Regions from separate parts of the Mus musculus genome. Here region 1 is linked to region 2. The links are chromatin contacts, called in public HiChIP or PLAC-seq maps. All regions are on one chromosome and are shown on one strand. The core of a region is the stretch at or near the end of the contact, and the rest is flanking DNA. Distances in the headings are between cores, read along the strand shown. Region 1 overlaps Tmem132c (transmembrane protein 132C). Region 2 holds the start of Tmem132c (transmembrane protein 132C).

Region 1 (2,765 bases), core at 153-2,652, 160 kb before region 2:
GCCTGGAATCTGCATTGGATATTCAAGTTTTTACAGAGGAGAGGACCTAAGCACAGAGAGGCTAATAATGTCCCAGGGTAACACAGCCAGGAAAGGGTTAGGGTTGGGGTCATCTCCTAGGCCAGTAGTTCTCAACCTTTCCTAACACTGTGACCCTTTAACACAGTTCCTCATGTTGTGGCGAAGCCCCCAACCATCACGTTATTTTCATTGTTACTTCATAAATGTAATTTTGATACTGTTATGAACCATACTTGTAATTATCTGACATGCAGGATATCTGACATGTGACCCCTGCGAAAGGGGTCACTACCCACAGGGTGAGAACCACTGTCCTAGGCAAGCTGGCCCAGGCCCTGTATATCCAACACTGTGCTTTGCAATGCTGCCACCACTTAACTCTCCTTTCCTAGTTTAAACCCCTCTAGAGGAGACCATCTCAAACTCTTATCTCCCATATTGATATTCAAACTCTTTTTGAAAGTTATGCTCCAGGCCTGAGACCAGGCTTGACAGCCTCCCTTTTTTGCTCAAAAGACGAGAGCCTGAGATTCTGACCTGTCTGCAATTTTTTTTTCTTTCAGCTGGAAGCAGGGGCATCTACACCTTCAAATTTACAAGCAAATCTCACTGCAGCTAATGCAACAATAGAGGGAGGGTTGAAAGTCGGCTCTCTTGACAGGAGGATTCGCCTCCCCTACCTGGCCTGGAGCAAGCTGAAGTGTCTGCTGATATCTTTGAACGTCAGAATGAGGGGAAAATGGAGAGACGGATCTGATGTTAAGAACACATTCGGCTCTTGGAGAGGACCTGGGTTCAGTTGCCAGCATCCACACCAGTCAGGTAGTTTTATAGTAACCTGTAACTCTAGTTCCAGGGGATCTGACGCCTTCTGCTGGTCTCTGGGAAGGAACACTCAAAGTTACACAGGTGTACACACACACACACACACACACACACACACACACACACAATTAGTCAATCAATCTTTTAAAAAAGAACTAAGGGAAGTAGAGATGTTTCAAGCATTTAGTTGGGAAAGGCCAGAGATGCTGTTAAAACCCTTGTGTTGCACAGGACCCCCCCCCCCCCCCAATCTACTGAGCTAGCTTGACAACTCCTGGCTCATAGAGTTTGCTGCTACATGAGATCTCACAGCAAAACAGAAGAGTTAGGGAAGGCCCATGTTCAGGTCAAAGGTCCTCAAACCATTGCCCCCCGCCCCCCCAGCCCAGTCTCCTTGTGATCGTGGTAACTGAAAAATTTACCAGAACACGGCATATTCATGTCCTTGCATTGCTGGTGGCACAGTGGGATAATCGTAGCAAAGACGCCTTGGCCTGCAGAGATGAGAGTATTTACTTTAGAGTTGTTTACACTAAGAAGTGTAACCCGACCATGTGCCCCTGGAACTTCAAAGGCATTCCTTCTGCACTGAATCTTCAGCTTAGCCTCTAGAGATGGCTGCTTCCAGGCTGCTCAGCTTCTGTGGCCCTGGCAGGTCTCGGGAGGGGGGGGGGAGGGGGGGGGATCTGATCAGCTCTGCAAACGTGACTGATTTGGAGGAGTGCTTGTTGTATTGTTGCCATGTCCCAGTACCTGACAAAAGGCGACTTAAGGGAGGATGGTTTGCTCTGGCTTACAATTTGAGAGAATGCATCCTGATGTGGAGGGCAAGGCACCACAGTGCACCAGGACTGTGTCTGGTCACGTGACATCACCAGTCAGGAACAGGAAGTAGAACTGAGGCATAAGACCCCAAAGCTTGCTCTCAGTAATCCGTTTCCTCCAGTGAGTCTCTCTACCACCTAAAGCTCACACAACCTTCTTGAACAGAGCCACCAGCTGGGGACCAATTGTTCAGTCACAGGAGCCTTTGGGGACATCCCACATCTAAAGCACAGCCCTGATTTAGACCGTCTCTTCTTAGGCATCTCGCACATTTTCCTTCCAAATTAGAAGTGGCCAACACCAGGAATATTAGAAAGACGGGTGACTAGCAAGTCATTAGATGTTCCTCCTGCGCCTGCCTCAGGAGACCACAGGGAGGTCAGTAGGCACCGCTGAAGCCGGCCCTGAGACTACAGAAGGTCACAGGGGAGGGTAACGGCAGTAGTTGTGGGTCAGAAGTTGCCAGGGAGAACCCGTCCATCACAGCAGAAGAGTGGACGGTCAGCAGCCTTTCTCGGCGTTGGCGGCTGACCCTTCCTATTCTCACCATTTGTCAAAACTGAAATCCATGGCCGGGTGCCAGCCTGGCATCTTGCCCACGTGCACTTCACTGCAGCCTCTTAGAAGCTGCTCTGCTTGGAATGTGTGTGTGTGTGTGTGTGTGTGTGTGTGTGTATGTGTCGGGGGAGGGGGGGTGTTTCAGAGCAGGGTTCCTTCAATAGAGCTCGTGGGCCTCTTGTGAGCTTGAAAAGTCAACTCAGCTGGTCTCAAGCTGCCTTTTGTTATGCATGAAGACACACAAAGGGTCGGTTCACCGTGCCAAAGTAAATATGCACTTGAGAAAGCTTTCAGATATAAACATGCTCACACGCACATGTATGTATGGGCAGATGTGTAACACCCACCTGACAGATGCATACATAAATGAATGTTGCAAGATACTGCTTGCTAACCTGTGTGCATACAGTCTGAGTTACACTACCGTATTAGTCATTTTCCTAGTTGCTTTGATAAAATAATTTACCAAAGCAATTTAAGGAGGGAAGGCTTTATTCTGGCTTACAGGACAAAAAAGAAGTCCCTCATGGGTGGTG
Region 2 (2,895 bases), core at 269-2,768:
AGCCCCACCCCAGCGCCTTCAATCGCCAGCCAGCCCAAGGTCTAAAACGGCCACCGCAATAACAGCCGCTTCTTAGTCAGAAGCGAAATCTGGGTCTCTTTCTCTCTTTCTTTCTAACTCCCCATTAAGCCATTTGGTGATCAGAATCCGCGGGGAGGTGTGTACCGAGAGCCGCCTCTGGGCTAATAGCAGAACACAGGTAAAGGCTCCTGAATTTCTGCTCTTTGGGGGGGGGGGGAAGCCCACTCCCAACACCCCCACCCCCCACCCCAGTTTACCCGGGGCTCTGTGGAAACAGGACCCACTGGAAGGAAGCACAGCGTACATGGCAGGTTTGTCTGGGAATTGCTCCTCGAGTAAGGGGCATCCCCTGGTTTCACATGGTGGAGTAGAGACTTTTGTAAAGCAAATTCTACTTTTTAACGCCAATTGTCAACTTGTCTCCCCAGATACATTTCCAGCCCATCCTTGGAACCCCGGACAGGAGTGAGGTCTCGACATCTGTGCGGGGCGGATTAGAGCGAATCCTCAGTCCAGTCCGTGTCAAAGGCTGAGCTTGAACCCGCCTCGCTGCGGGAGGGCTCAGGACTCCGGGGAACATCCGGGCTTAACCCACCGCACGCGAAAACCCCTTCAGGGCGCCCCCGCGACCGCACCCCGTAGCTCGCGGACCCTAAATGCCTGAAGCCAGCGGCTCCGATCTTCCAGTCCTGCCTGCCGCCGACCGGGCTCACAGAAGAGTAATAATATGACTTAGCGACCTTAAGCAGCAGCGAGCGCTCTGGCCAGGCTGCGTCAGCCGGTTTGCACAAGTCTCCAGAAACCTGCAGAGTCCGGATTCCCACGGCCCCCGGAGCAAAGGACCGAAGTGGGAGCCTAACGGCGAGTCGCTGGAAACCAGAGCGGTCCGATGCTTTCAATGCCACCGTTCGGTCTAATGTAGGGCGGAAAGTCTCAGGTTTCTCTAAAGCTGGGGAAGGGGCCGCGGGAAACCAGGGTCCTCCCCGCGTCCCGCAGCTGCACCGAGTCCCGGGTGTGTAGCCCAATGTAGAAGTCAAGGTGTAGCCCAGACCCAGAGTCCGGCAACCACGCCCCCCCCCCCCCCCCGCTCTCCTGGAGGGAGGCAGTAGGGCTTCGAGGTGGGCTGCCGCGGAGGATCCCTAGCACTGACTCTAATGCTCCAAGCTGAGGCTGGTGTCCGCTGTTTCCGTAGATGGAGGCTCTAAGATGGGACCCGGATCTCGCGCCGCTCTCTCCACCCTCGCCCCGGCTTTCCCGCAGCCTACTAGGGGACCTGGAGGTCCCCGCCAGCGCCCGCCTTACCTTGGCCCAGTAGCGTGGCTAGGACCAGGCTCAGCGCCCCGTACCGCGCCGCCCGCCTCGGGGCCGCGCCCTCGGAGCGCATCGTGGCCGCTGTCACGCCATCCATCGCCAGCCCCGGGACCGCGCCGGTTGCCCCATGCCCGGGGCCGCCCCCGGCAGCGCTCCGGCTCCGGCGGCTGCTCCTGAACGGGTCCGGACAACTTTTCTCGGGTTGCAGCCGCGGTCCTGCTGATCCCGCCCCCGGGACCGCCCACTTCGGGCCCGCCCACTACACCCTCCGGATCCGCCCACCTCCGGCCCCCGCTCGCGGCCAGAGGGATGGATGGAGGATGCTTGTGTGCCAGAGAGGTTCCCGGAGCGCAGGCCTCGGGAGGGAGACCCAGAGAGAGGACGAAGAGACTCAGAGACCTCGAATCCCTCTCCTCCTGCTGCTGATCGGCCGCCTCGCAGTCTCCTGCCTCCGCGCAACCATGTCCTGCAAGACGGCTCTGCCCAGGTGCTCACCACGCAGGATGGAGCTGGATCCTTGCTCCCTGCGACTTGCTCCCCCCACCCCTCACGGTCACTCGGGGCCGTCGGTTCCCCATCTACAACATTAGGTCCTCCTCTTCTGAGGGCTGGAGACAACTGGATTTCAAAGCCACGTGCAGCTGTGGAGGAACTATCTAAGCGAAAGATTGGATTCAGTGGGATGTGTTCGGATGTGTGCTCCGCGTGCACTGCGCTTGGGAACGCGCTGACTAACCCCACTGTCTTTAGAAACCGGCCTGGGGCATGTGGCAAAGGCGAGACTCTTTTGTGTCTCTCACCCAATGTACTTTAAAAAAAAAAAATCAACTGTGCAGGGTTAAAACAAAACAGCGACGCCATGTCTCCACCTCCCCCTCCCCCCCCCCAAAAAAAAACATGCCTCAGATGTGCCTCGGTGAGAGCGGTTTCTCTGCACACCCTGAACCCATTTTCTCCTGACTTCCCAGCACTCCCTTCTGGTCACCAGGTTCTAGCCATGTCCCTTTAGGCTTACCAGCCCTAGGGTTTCATCTGCTGGTCCAGGAGCCTGGGCAGTGTGCTGCACAAAGACCCTCTTGGGTCTGCAAGTGAAAGGTTCTCAGGATGCACGCGCGAGCCTCTATCTGCCACTAGCTCTCCAAACCTGGGGATCCCCACCCTGTTCTAAGCCTCACGCTGCATAGGCTCAGTGGTCCCTCTCCCAACCAGGGCTGACAGAATCCTGTTGACCAATCCTTTGGAAAAGCTTTCAAAAACAGTGATTGTAGAAGAAATACCAGGGCAAGAAGCAAGCTTTCCAACCCCCAGATCAGGAGAAGGCAGAAGCAGCCCAAGGAGCCCAGACCTTGGAGACTAGCTTGCACCCAAAACGCAACTGGGCTCTCACAGGCCAGGGAGGCAGCCACTTTATATTTAGGTGATGCAGGCCCTACTGTTCAGCTCACTAAGCCACGGTAGACACATCCTTAGGAAGCAATAACGAAGTCACATGAGCCCCAAGAGGGGAAGGCAGACTTAATCATTTGTTTGTTTGTTTTTTGTTTTTTAAGTCTGGAAGTCTCT

What was found. HiChIP or PLAC-seq counts read pairs in DNA pulled down with a chosen protein or histone mark.
Region 1: an H3K4me3 HiChIP or PLAC-seq map of stem cell-derived neural progenitor cells shows a contact between it and region 2, with 38 read pairs. The contact joins the enhancer-like site here to the promoter of Tmem132c in region 2. A contact is called at or near these places in 6 of 39 promoter capture datasets (cranial neural crest, embryonic stem cells, frontonasal cranial neural crest and 3 more), 2 of 484 Hi-C or Micro-C datasets (8-cell embryo and uterus), 7 of 115 datasets of contacts at active chromatin or transcription factors (craniofacial prominence, embryonic forebrain, embryonic limb bud and 4 more) and 2 of 9 other capture datasets (adipose tissue and embryonic stem cells).

Annotation. Positions count from the first base shown.
Region 1 is chr5:127,405,153-127,407,917 of GRCm38.p6, reverse strand. The region is part of intron 2 of Tmem132c (transmembrane protein 132C); the gene reads right to left. Among named protein-coding and RNA genes, the nearest start is that of Tmem132cos, 120 kb to the right of the region's middle. Within about 2 kb of position 1,402, at least 47 of the 459 cell types and tissues checked have an H3K27ac peak or open chromatin away from gene starts, as enhancers often do. A contact at or near this core is called in craniofacial prominence, neural tube and stem cell-derived neural progenitor cells, where this site is marked.
Region 2 is chr5:127,240,449-127,243,343 of GRCm38.p6, reverse strand. Tmem132c (transmembrane protein 132C) reads right to left here and starts at 1,518. Exons shown (of 9, transcript NM_175432.3): 1 at 1,324-1,518. The coding sequence starts at 1,429.